2 separate regions of the Mus musculus genome follow, and region 2 is linked to region 1. A link is a contact called in public Hi-C data. All regions are on one chromosome and are shown on one strand. Each heading gives the region's core, a stretch centred on a gene start, on an enhancer-like site or on the middle of the called end of the contact. The rest is flanking DNA. Distances are from core to core; before and after follow the strand shown.

What was found. Hi-C and Micro-C count contacts between places; a contact is called where the count stands out from the background.
Region 2: a Hi-C map of bone marrow-derived macrophages shows a contact between it and region 1, with 29 read pairs. The contact joins two enhancer-like sites. A contact is called at or near these places in 4 of 484 Hi-C or Micro-C datasets (the HL-1 cell line, bone marrow-derived macrophages and muscle stem cells), 4 of 115 datasets of contacts at active chromatin or transcription factors (the NIH/3T3 cell line, bone marrow-derived macrophages, effector CD8 T cells and 1 more) and 1 of 9 other capture datasets (embryonic stem cells).

Annotation. Positions count from the first base shown.
Region 1 is chr9:56,198,744-56,203,064 of GRCm38.p6, forward strand. Peak1 (pseudopodium-enriched atypical kinase 1) reads right to left here. Exons shown (of 7, transcript NM_172924.3): 7 at 2,383-4,321. Among named protein-coding and RNA genes, the nearest start is that of Tspan3, 40 kb to the left of the region's middle. Within about 2 kb of position 2,083, at least 17 of the 459 cell types and tissues checked have an H3K27ac peak or open chromatin away from gene starts, as enhancers often do. A contact at or near this core is called in bone marrow-derived macrophages, where this site is marked.
Region 2 is chr9:56,463,599-56,467,919 of GRCm38.p6, forward strand. It overlaps Hmg20a (high mobility group 20A), which reads left to right. Exons shown (of 10, transcript NM_025812.3): 2 at 3,760-3,852. The coding sequence starts at 3,764. Among named protein-coding and RNA genes, the nearest start is that of Hmg20a, 47 kb to the left of the region's middle. Within about 2 kb of position 1,908, at least 178 of the 459 cell types and tissues checked have an H3K27ac peak or open chromatin away from gene starts, as enhancers often do. A contact at or near this core is called in bone marrow-derived macrophages, where this site is marked.

The DNA of each region.
Region 1 (4,321 bases), core at 833-3,332:
CAGCAGGCTGTGTGTGTGTGTGCACCTGCATGAAACTGTTAATTCTGAGGTGCAGGTTGGGGCTCTTTGGAACAGTGTACCTCTGTATATTGTTCTTGGAAGTGGCTACTTGTCCTGTCTTTGGGAGGCCAAAGAGGAAGAAGAGTCTGTGAGAGAAGCCAAGCTCAGACCCTCCTGCTATGGAGGGAGAGGTGCCCACGGCCAGACTCTGTGCTAGCATCAGGTGGCATCTGTGGTACCAGGCAGGTTAAGACTGGGGAGAGATGATCCTCTATGGCTGCTGGAGTCTGAATGGATCAAAATGGGAGTGGGGGTGGGGTTGGATTTGCGGTTCAAGAGCTGGGGTGCGGGAGGAAAGGGAGAAGAGAGAACAGGAGACAAAAGGGCAGAAAGCAGGTTTGAAGACACGGAGGGAGAAGTTAGACATCCATGTCCTACACTTCCAGACAGTGGGGCAAAGAAAGTGAGCGCGATCATGGATCTCCTGGAGCTGGACTTACAGGTGCTTGTGATCCAACTAACATGGGAGCCACATCTGGGTCCTTTTCAAGAGTAAATGCTCTTAACCCATATTCATCTCTCCAGCACTGCCTGGAGGTTTTGGCTCTCCCTTTGATTCTGGCTCAAGCCTGGATTAGCAGTGGGTGGTGGGGACTGACATATAGGAGGCCCCTGTACTGTGCCCTGCCTCCACAGGTGAATTTCCTTCCTCTCTAGAGGTTCCTAGATGCTTTGCTTATAGATTTCCCAGAGGCCTCCAGTTTTGCTATTTTAAAAGATAAATGTTATTCTCATTGTGTTATAGCCATGTTATCCTGAAGCTTTTATTTTAAAATTATGTGCTATATATGTCTGTGTGTGTGGGCACTGGGAGATGGAGTTCCAGGCAGTTGTGAACTACCTGACATGGGCACTGGGTACCTAACTCTGGTCCCGCACAAGAACAATATGAACAGTGTTAACTGGAGATCATTCTTCACTCTGGGGTCATTTTTTCATTCCTGATCCCCTGGTTCTTAGGCGGAGACTAAAGGTCCCCATGCTTTCCAGCAGCTTTCAGAGGCTTCAGTGGCTTCCAGAGGACACAGGAACCATCAATTACTGGACTGAGGGTACACATAGAGAGGGTTATCTGGTACTGAAATCCCTGTCATACTCAGACAACCTGTTTGCTCTTAAAAGTGTTTTGCACATTTGAGTTGGAGCTTAGCAACCAGCCCCTCTTCAAGCCTTGCCCAGTGTGAAATTCAATTTTTAAGTTTTAGCCATAATTGCTGTGAGCTGCCTTTAATGACAACTTGTGATCTGCCAACTGCTGCTCTTGGCTCCTAAGGTGCTAATGAAACTCCTTCCCTGGAGGAATGCAGTCTCACTTAGAGGGAAGCCTCCTGGTTGGGCTGGGGAGAGCGCACATGTAGGGGTGGCAGGGCTGCAGAGACTTGCGTATTCCAGGTAGGAAAGAAATCAGCTTCCCCATAGCATGGGTTGAAAAGTGACTCTGCAGGAATGCTGATGACAAGGGTCCATCTCCTCTAGCTGACCCTTGTCTCCCTAAACTCAGGTTAAGCCAACCATGACTGGCCTACACCTCCAGAGCCCATAATCTTTTAAGTCCCCAGAGTGGCTACTCATATAGCACTAGTGTTGGGCAGTTACACAATCATCGTACCACATTCTCTGTGACCTACACTGCTCAAGCCCAGGCTGTATGCAAAGCCTGGGCAACATCTGGTCAGTTTGTTAACTCTTCCTCCTGGATGCAGGAAACACGCTTAGAGTACACATTCATATGGAGTTTGTACCTCAGCAACATAAAACCCAAGCCTGGAAACTACCTTTCTGAGAGAACTTAAGAAAAATGTTAGCAGCATTTTTCACTGCTCACTGCCGTCTTTTTGCCTAAACCAGATGGGCTCCTTTTTTGTTACCTGTCGGCTGCCTCTGGAAGGATGTCTCCTGTGACAAATGTACCTTAAGGGCAGGCCTGATTTTGTAGATGATGGTGTACAGGCTTGTCTCCGCAGCCTGACTTCCTGCTGGAGGAGTCAGTTAAATCAGCTGCCGCCAAGCCTCTCTAACCAGGCAGTCTGCAGTGTCTGGACACCAGGGGGCGATCTTACCCAGCAAACCTGAGGAGTTAGCCACTTGCTCTTGGAGCCCCCCTTTTCTCAAATTACAGAGGCACTGAAGAGAAAAGAGTCTGTCGGTAAGAAATGGAGTCCAGAGGGCAGAGGGCATGCTGGCGAAAAGCTACCTACTGTAGCCTGTTTTAAGAACAGGAAGGCATCTTGGGAATGAATACGAGAGCTGCATCTACAGTTAGACCCACGCCAGCACGCCTCTATGGACAAGCCACCGGAAGGACATGCACTTCAAGTCTGGTTTTTAGTGTATATTAAACAGAATTTATTTACACAGTAACGTGAGGCCACAGAATACACAGCAAAGTACCACAGCAAACCAAAGGGAGGCGCCACTGGTGACACAGGGACCTGTTATTGATTCATACAATTGTAAAAATACGAGAGGAGATGGGTAAAGGGCCGAAGGAAGAGAAACAAGATTTCCCAAAGCAGAATGAGGGCAGTGCCATGGAGAATTAGTGATATTAGAATAAGGACTGTCATGATTCAATTCACTGAGACAGGTGACATCTTGCTTCTGCCTCCACCTCCCAACAAAATGCCCTCTGTGTCATGAACAGAAAACCCAGCCCAGTGTCTATACACACCGCTCTCCAGAACTGGTCAGGGATGGGAAATAAGGAAGGAACAACTTGAGTAGGCTTCCTGAAGCTGTGTGGTTTAATCTTTCAACAACACTACATTGAAGCCATAGGGCTGGCTCGACATTCAAGTTACCAAGAGTGCAGACACACAGACTTGCCACAAACCAACAGGCAAAGTGGATTTTCTGTACCACAACAATGTTCATAGCAAAATATATAACTCTGCGATTCTGCTGGGTTAAAAAAAAATCCCAACCTCTTTTGATTCCCTGAAACTTTCTTGATTTAAAAAACCATGGGATGGGTGAGATGGGATGGGAAGCAGGGACAGGGACAGACATAGAGGCTGCTGAAGGGGGAATGTATAAAGGACGCTCAGAATGCAGACCCCTGTGGCCCATCTGCATGGGCAAAACGTCCAGTGGCAGCTGATGCAGAAGTCTCTAATTTAAAACAGCTGCAGGGGTAGGTGTGTAACAGCTGTATAGCACCTTAGACAGTCTGGGTACTTACATGTTAGATGATGGGGATGCTGAGTGAGAGTCATTTTTGTGGGGAGGTTCATAAAATGGTACAGTGGGTTAAGAAAATTTCCCAAGAGTTCTTTAAACAAATCTCTTGACAGCACCTCTTTTTAGGAAAAAAAAAAATCACCATAAACCCAAGCTTTGATATTACAGATGCGGTGCTCCCGTGCATAAGGTCTGGCACTAGCCAGGTGTGGTGAGAGTGCGCCGGTTAAAAGCTCCTTCTTAAGATAGCAGAGAATTTTTTTTTTTTTGCCATCTGCTCTGGCTGCTGCCGCTCCCTACACCTTTTCTTCTGACGTACAAACGGCCTGCGTGAAACTAACTAACAGAGAACCCTTCTTTTTATTTTATTTTACTGGTTTGGGGATGGACTTACCCGTTGAACACCTTGACCATGGAATGTTTGCAAACCCTTCCTCTGGCATCTGTCACAGCTCACCCCGTCATCTGAGAAGCAGCAGGATGAGGAAGGCTTGTTTTCTTTGGTATAACCTGTCTAGGGTCCTGCATTATGGCTCTTCTGACTTCCCTTGGGGCATTGGCTTTGGTCCATGGCGTCCCCACCTGTGCACCGCTGTGAGCATGAGCGGATGGACTTCGGTGCACTTGGGTTTGTCTCAGCGCAGCACTTTGGGTCTCTCAGAAAATGAGCTTCAATGAGGTAAATCTAATAACCCAGTTTTATGGGCAGCCATTCTGTTTAGTTACGAGGCTGGACCAGAATCCCAATCCTTATCCACTAGTGAGAGAAATAACAAGCATGCCAGAGCTGGCCCAGAGAGCCGAGTTCTGTCCTGTTTCCCACTGTGTGGATGCTTTATAAGCCTAGAATTACTTAGAATATAATGAAGCTTCCTAAATCCATCCCAGTTTCTGAGACTAGCCTGCATCTTTTCAGATCACTCTAGGTAAAGGCTTTGGGAAATCCTCACTGTAGGTTACCAGCTAATATTTGCTGATTTCCCAATACTGGATAAATCAAACTTGGAAAGCTTGCATGACCCACTACTGAGTGGGCTTCAAGATTGTGCATGGGGATTTTGATGGCTGAGGCTTTGCTCCT
Region 2 (4,321 bases), core at 658-3,157, 260 kb after region 1:
GCATGATATTTATGTAAACTGCAGCAGAGAAGCAAATTTGTGTATTTTGCTTTGCCTTTGTACACATTTCTTTCTCCTTCCAGAGTAGCATTCATGAAATGTCTTAAATGCCTTGCATGGGATTGCAGAGTTCACTGTGACCTCTGTACTGATCCATTGTCAGGCCCAGATGATGCACTTGAAGGACTCTTGGCCTTCTGTGGCTTAGTAGCCGTGATTCAGTTTGAATCACCCCATCATGGACCAGATGAAGGCTCCTTCCCATGGGATCCAAGCCATAGTCTTGAAAATCACTGTATTGCCCAAATTACTGAACTACTTTAGAGGCCTCTGGCGTTCACTGGCCTTTTCTTCATTTCCTTCTTTTGTTGATCTTGGCCCCTTTATCTTCCACCCACTTTATTACTCATTTCTTAGTGGCCTGCCACTGAGAAAATGAATCTGAAGCCATATGGGTTGAGTAACACAAACTTAAGAGAGTGCGGGGTGGGGGTAGGGGGAGGGGTGGAAAGTGTGTTCTCTGAACTTCCTTTGTTTATGTGGTCTGTTTATATGTTGTTAAGGTTGTGTTATCCAGCTGTCCCCCTACACTTCAAAAACTGACTTAAGATATCTGGAAAACACTCTTAAGAAGGCCATGTTGACACAGTGAGGAAAAAAAAAAAAACACTTAATTTGTTCTCTGCCAAATAATATATCCCTTTAGGAATGTGGAAATGGTGCCAAAAAGCTTCAGATGCCCAGTTCTGAGGCTCTTGGAAGGCCAGTGACTTCTAGGGACACTTTTAGAAATACATTGACCAAGTCCTTTTTAGGCTGGAGGCTGTGTGACTGTTAGACTATGGTATCTCTCTCTCTTTGTGGGGAAGGAACCAAGTTAAATGAACATTATTAACACTGGATTGGTAACCTCTCGTCTGGTCTTAAATAATATGAATTAAAACTTAGGTATATGTGAGTTGGGATCATTCTAGAAAACAAGTGGAATTCTCCAGTACTTGTTAGAGCCATTCCACTGTAAAAAAATACCTTGTCTTGAAGAAACTGAAGATGCTCTCAAGCTTCTGCACATGGCATGAAGGCCTGCCTCCTCTGCCTCCAGGCTTCCTGTGTGCCGGAGTTCCCAAGATAAATAGAGAAGCTTCTTTTGTCATGTTCAGCTATGGATGGATCTTGGTCTGCTAAATAATACGTTTAGACGTGAACTCAACTAAGACAAGAAATAAAGCGTCAGTATTAGTGTTTGGGAATTAAACCATCGAGCGGTGTGAATGTGGGGCGGCATCACCTGCAGCTGTTCCGATTCCCCCCCCCGCCCCCCCCCAGGATGAACACTGGCTGGCTCTGGCTGCTGTGCTGGCCTTAATCGCCCCTCCCCAGTAGCACGGAGGACTGCCCAGGGCCGCCTCAGTAAAATCCCTCCTTCACATCTCAATTCACCCACTGATTGCCGCCTTCTCTCTTGAGTGCTTTGCAGTTCCACTTAAGGGGCTGATGTTTGGGGTCACTATTGAGTGTTTTGTGTGAATATCACTTTCGTGATGAATTGGCGGCGGCTGCTGCTTTTAACTGTATGGGGTGAAGCCCTCGGTGGTAAACCTTGAAAGGGAAAAATCCTTCTCTGTAGAGATATGCTAAATGAAATTACTCTCTTTGTCTCTTTGTCCTTTTATCCTTGCAGTCCGATAACCTCAGGCTCCTGTGATTTATATGTTTTCTTCAATTAAGCCGAGCTGTTTGCTGGACGCAGGTGCATGCTATTCGTGCTGTGCGTTGTGGCAGTGAAGTGGTGCACGTTTCTGACCTGGAAGTGTGGTTTCTCTGACTCAGAACCACATCAGTGTGCCTTCCGCCCTCTGCTTCCTTTGCACTATTTCCTTTTTGAAGGGCTCGGTTTGTTGCCATGTAATCCGAGCATGATTCATGAGGGACTAAGAGCTGGTAGTGTTGTAATAATAATACTGCGTATAGTACTTCTCCAAACGCTTGCTGTCGTAGCCTGTTTATGAAGTACTTTCAGCTTAATCCCTCTCAGTAAGTTAAGTCAGTTAAGCTTTGTAAGTTAAGTCAGCAGTTTTGTCTCTGTCCACAATGGTGAAATCTTAGCTTGAAGTGATTGGCTAAATATCTTGCTCAAGGTTTCAGCCCCTCTAGGTCACTCCACCTAAAAATCTCTACAGGAAAGGAATGCTTTTGATGGCCTGGGGAGATGGGGCAGTGGGTAAAAACACTTGCTGCACAGACCTCACAGTGGAAAAACAACCTCTGACCTCCACACAAAAACCGTGGTACACACACACACATGCAATGCACACACAACAATAATAAGTTAAAGTTGTTTACTTTCTTAAAGAACACTTTAGAGACACAGACCATATGAAGCCCAAGAAGAAGGAAAGCCAAAATGTGGATGCTTCAGTGCCTCTTAGAAGGGTGAACAAAATACAGGAGGAAATATGGAGACAAAGTGTAGAGCAGAGACTGAAGAAAAGGCCATCCAGAGACTGCCCCATCTAGGGATCCACCCCATATGCAGCCACCAATCCTGGACACTATTGTGGATGCCGGGAAGTGCTTGCTGACAGAAGCCTGATATGGCTGTCTCCTGAGAAGCTCTGCCAGAGCCCGACAAATAGAGAGGCAGGTGCTCGCAGCCAACTATTGGACTGAGCGTGGGGTTCCCGATGGAGGACTGGAGAAGGAACTGAAGGAGCTGAGGGGGTTTGCAACCCCATGGAGGAAGCATCAGTGTCAACTGGCCAGACCCTCCCCCAACCCCCACTTAGCTCCCAGGGATGGCACTACCAACCAAAGAGTACACATGTAGAGACCCATGGCACTGGCCAAATATGTGGCAGAGGATGGCCTTGTTGGACATCAGTGGGAGGACTGGCCCTCAGGCCTGAAGGTGTTCGATGTCCCAATGTAGGAAAATGCCAGGGAAGATAGTGGGTGGGTGGGGGAGCACCCTTATAGAGCCAGGGAGAGGGGGCATGGGATAGGGGCTTCCGAAGGGGAGACCTGGAAAGGGGAAAACATTTGAAATATAAATAAAGAAAATATTCAATGAAAAAGGGGGAGGAGGAGGAGGAAGAAAGAGGGGGGAAGAATGGGAAAAAACAGTTTAGAGCATGAATAAAAGATTTTCCAAAGTATGCCATGCTTATTAAAACTGGGCTTGTTTACATTTATTTGTATGATGTGTAGTGTATGTATGTGTCGCGTATTCTCATGTGTGTACATGTGCACACATTTGTGCATATAGAGAAGACCATTGGGTGTCCTAGTCTGTCAACTTCTCATGAATTCCCTTAAGACAGGGCTTCTCACTGACTCTGGAGCTCACTGTGTCAGCTAGCATGGCTTCCAGTAATTCCCAGTGACTCTCCAGTCTGTCCCCTCTCCCCAGCACTGGGTTTCTAAGTGTGCTGCAGGGCCATACCTAGCTTCATACTGAGTGCTGAGGATTAAGATGGGCTCCTGGTGCTTGTACAGTGCCTGCCACTCTTACTTACCCTACGCCATTGTTGTAGCCCCCAATGTGTTTTTCATCTGGTTAGTTGATAAAGCCATAGTTAAAAGCCCCTTAACCACAGAATTTAAACTGATGTGTCCAAGTCAGGAAAACAGACATTTAGGTCAGTTTCTATTCTGTTGCTGATGTAATAAAGCTAAGAAAGGCAGGCCCTTAAATTAGTGGAGCTTGAACCAGAAGTAATTAAGCCATTAATTTTTTTTATGATGATCTCTTCCTTGCAGGGAGATGGAGAGCTTGATGGCCAGTTCTACCCTGCCGCCCCTGTTTGCAGATGAAGATGGCTCCAAGGAGAGCAATGATCTGGCTACATCTGGGTAAGCAGCTGCTCTGGGACACTGGACCTCTGCAGAGGCTTCAGAACGCAGCTTCTGACCAAGTCTGAGGTGCTAACGAGGCAGTTTTGTGCCTTAAGTGTAGAAGGTGCATTTGTTGGGCTTTTCAAAGTGTTGTAAACCACTTTATAATGTGCTTTTGGCTGCAGTCCGGTCCCTGTAAATTGATACAGCAGCACCGTGGGCCTGGCACAGGGAATACCTGTCACGTAGAACACACTAAAACTCAAACGCATTTGAACACGCTAAAACTCAAACGCATTTTCTTTGTAAGCTGCAATAGTTTTTTTTTTTCCTCAAAGATCAGACCTGTGTATGGTTTGTGCGTGCATGTGGGCAGGTGGAAGTGGGGTGTGCACTAGTTTTGTTGTTGTTGTTTTAGTTTTTTTGCTTAACGAGTTAGCCAGCAAGCCCCGTGATCTTCCTGGGTCCACTTCCTCCAGTGCTTCCT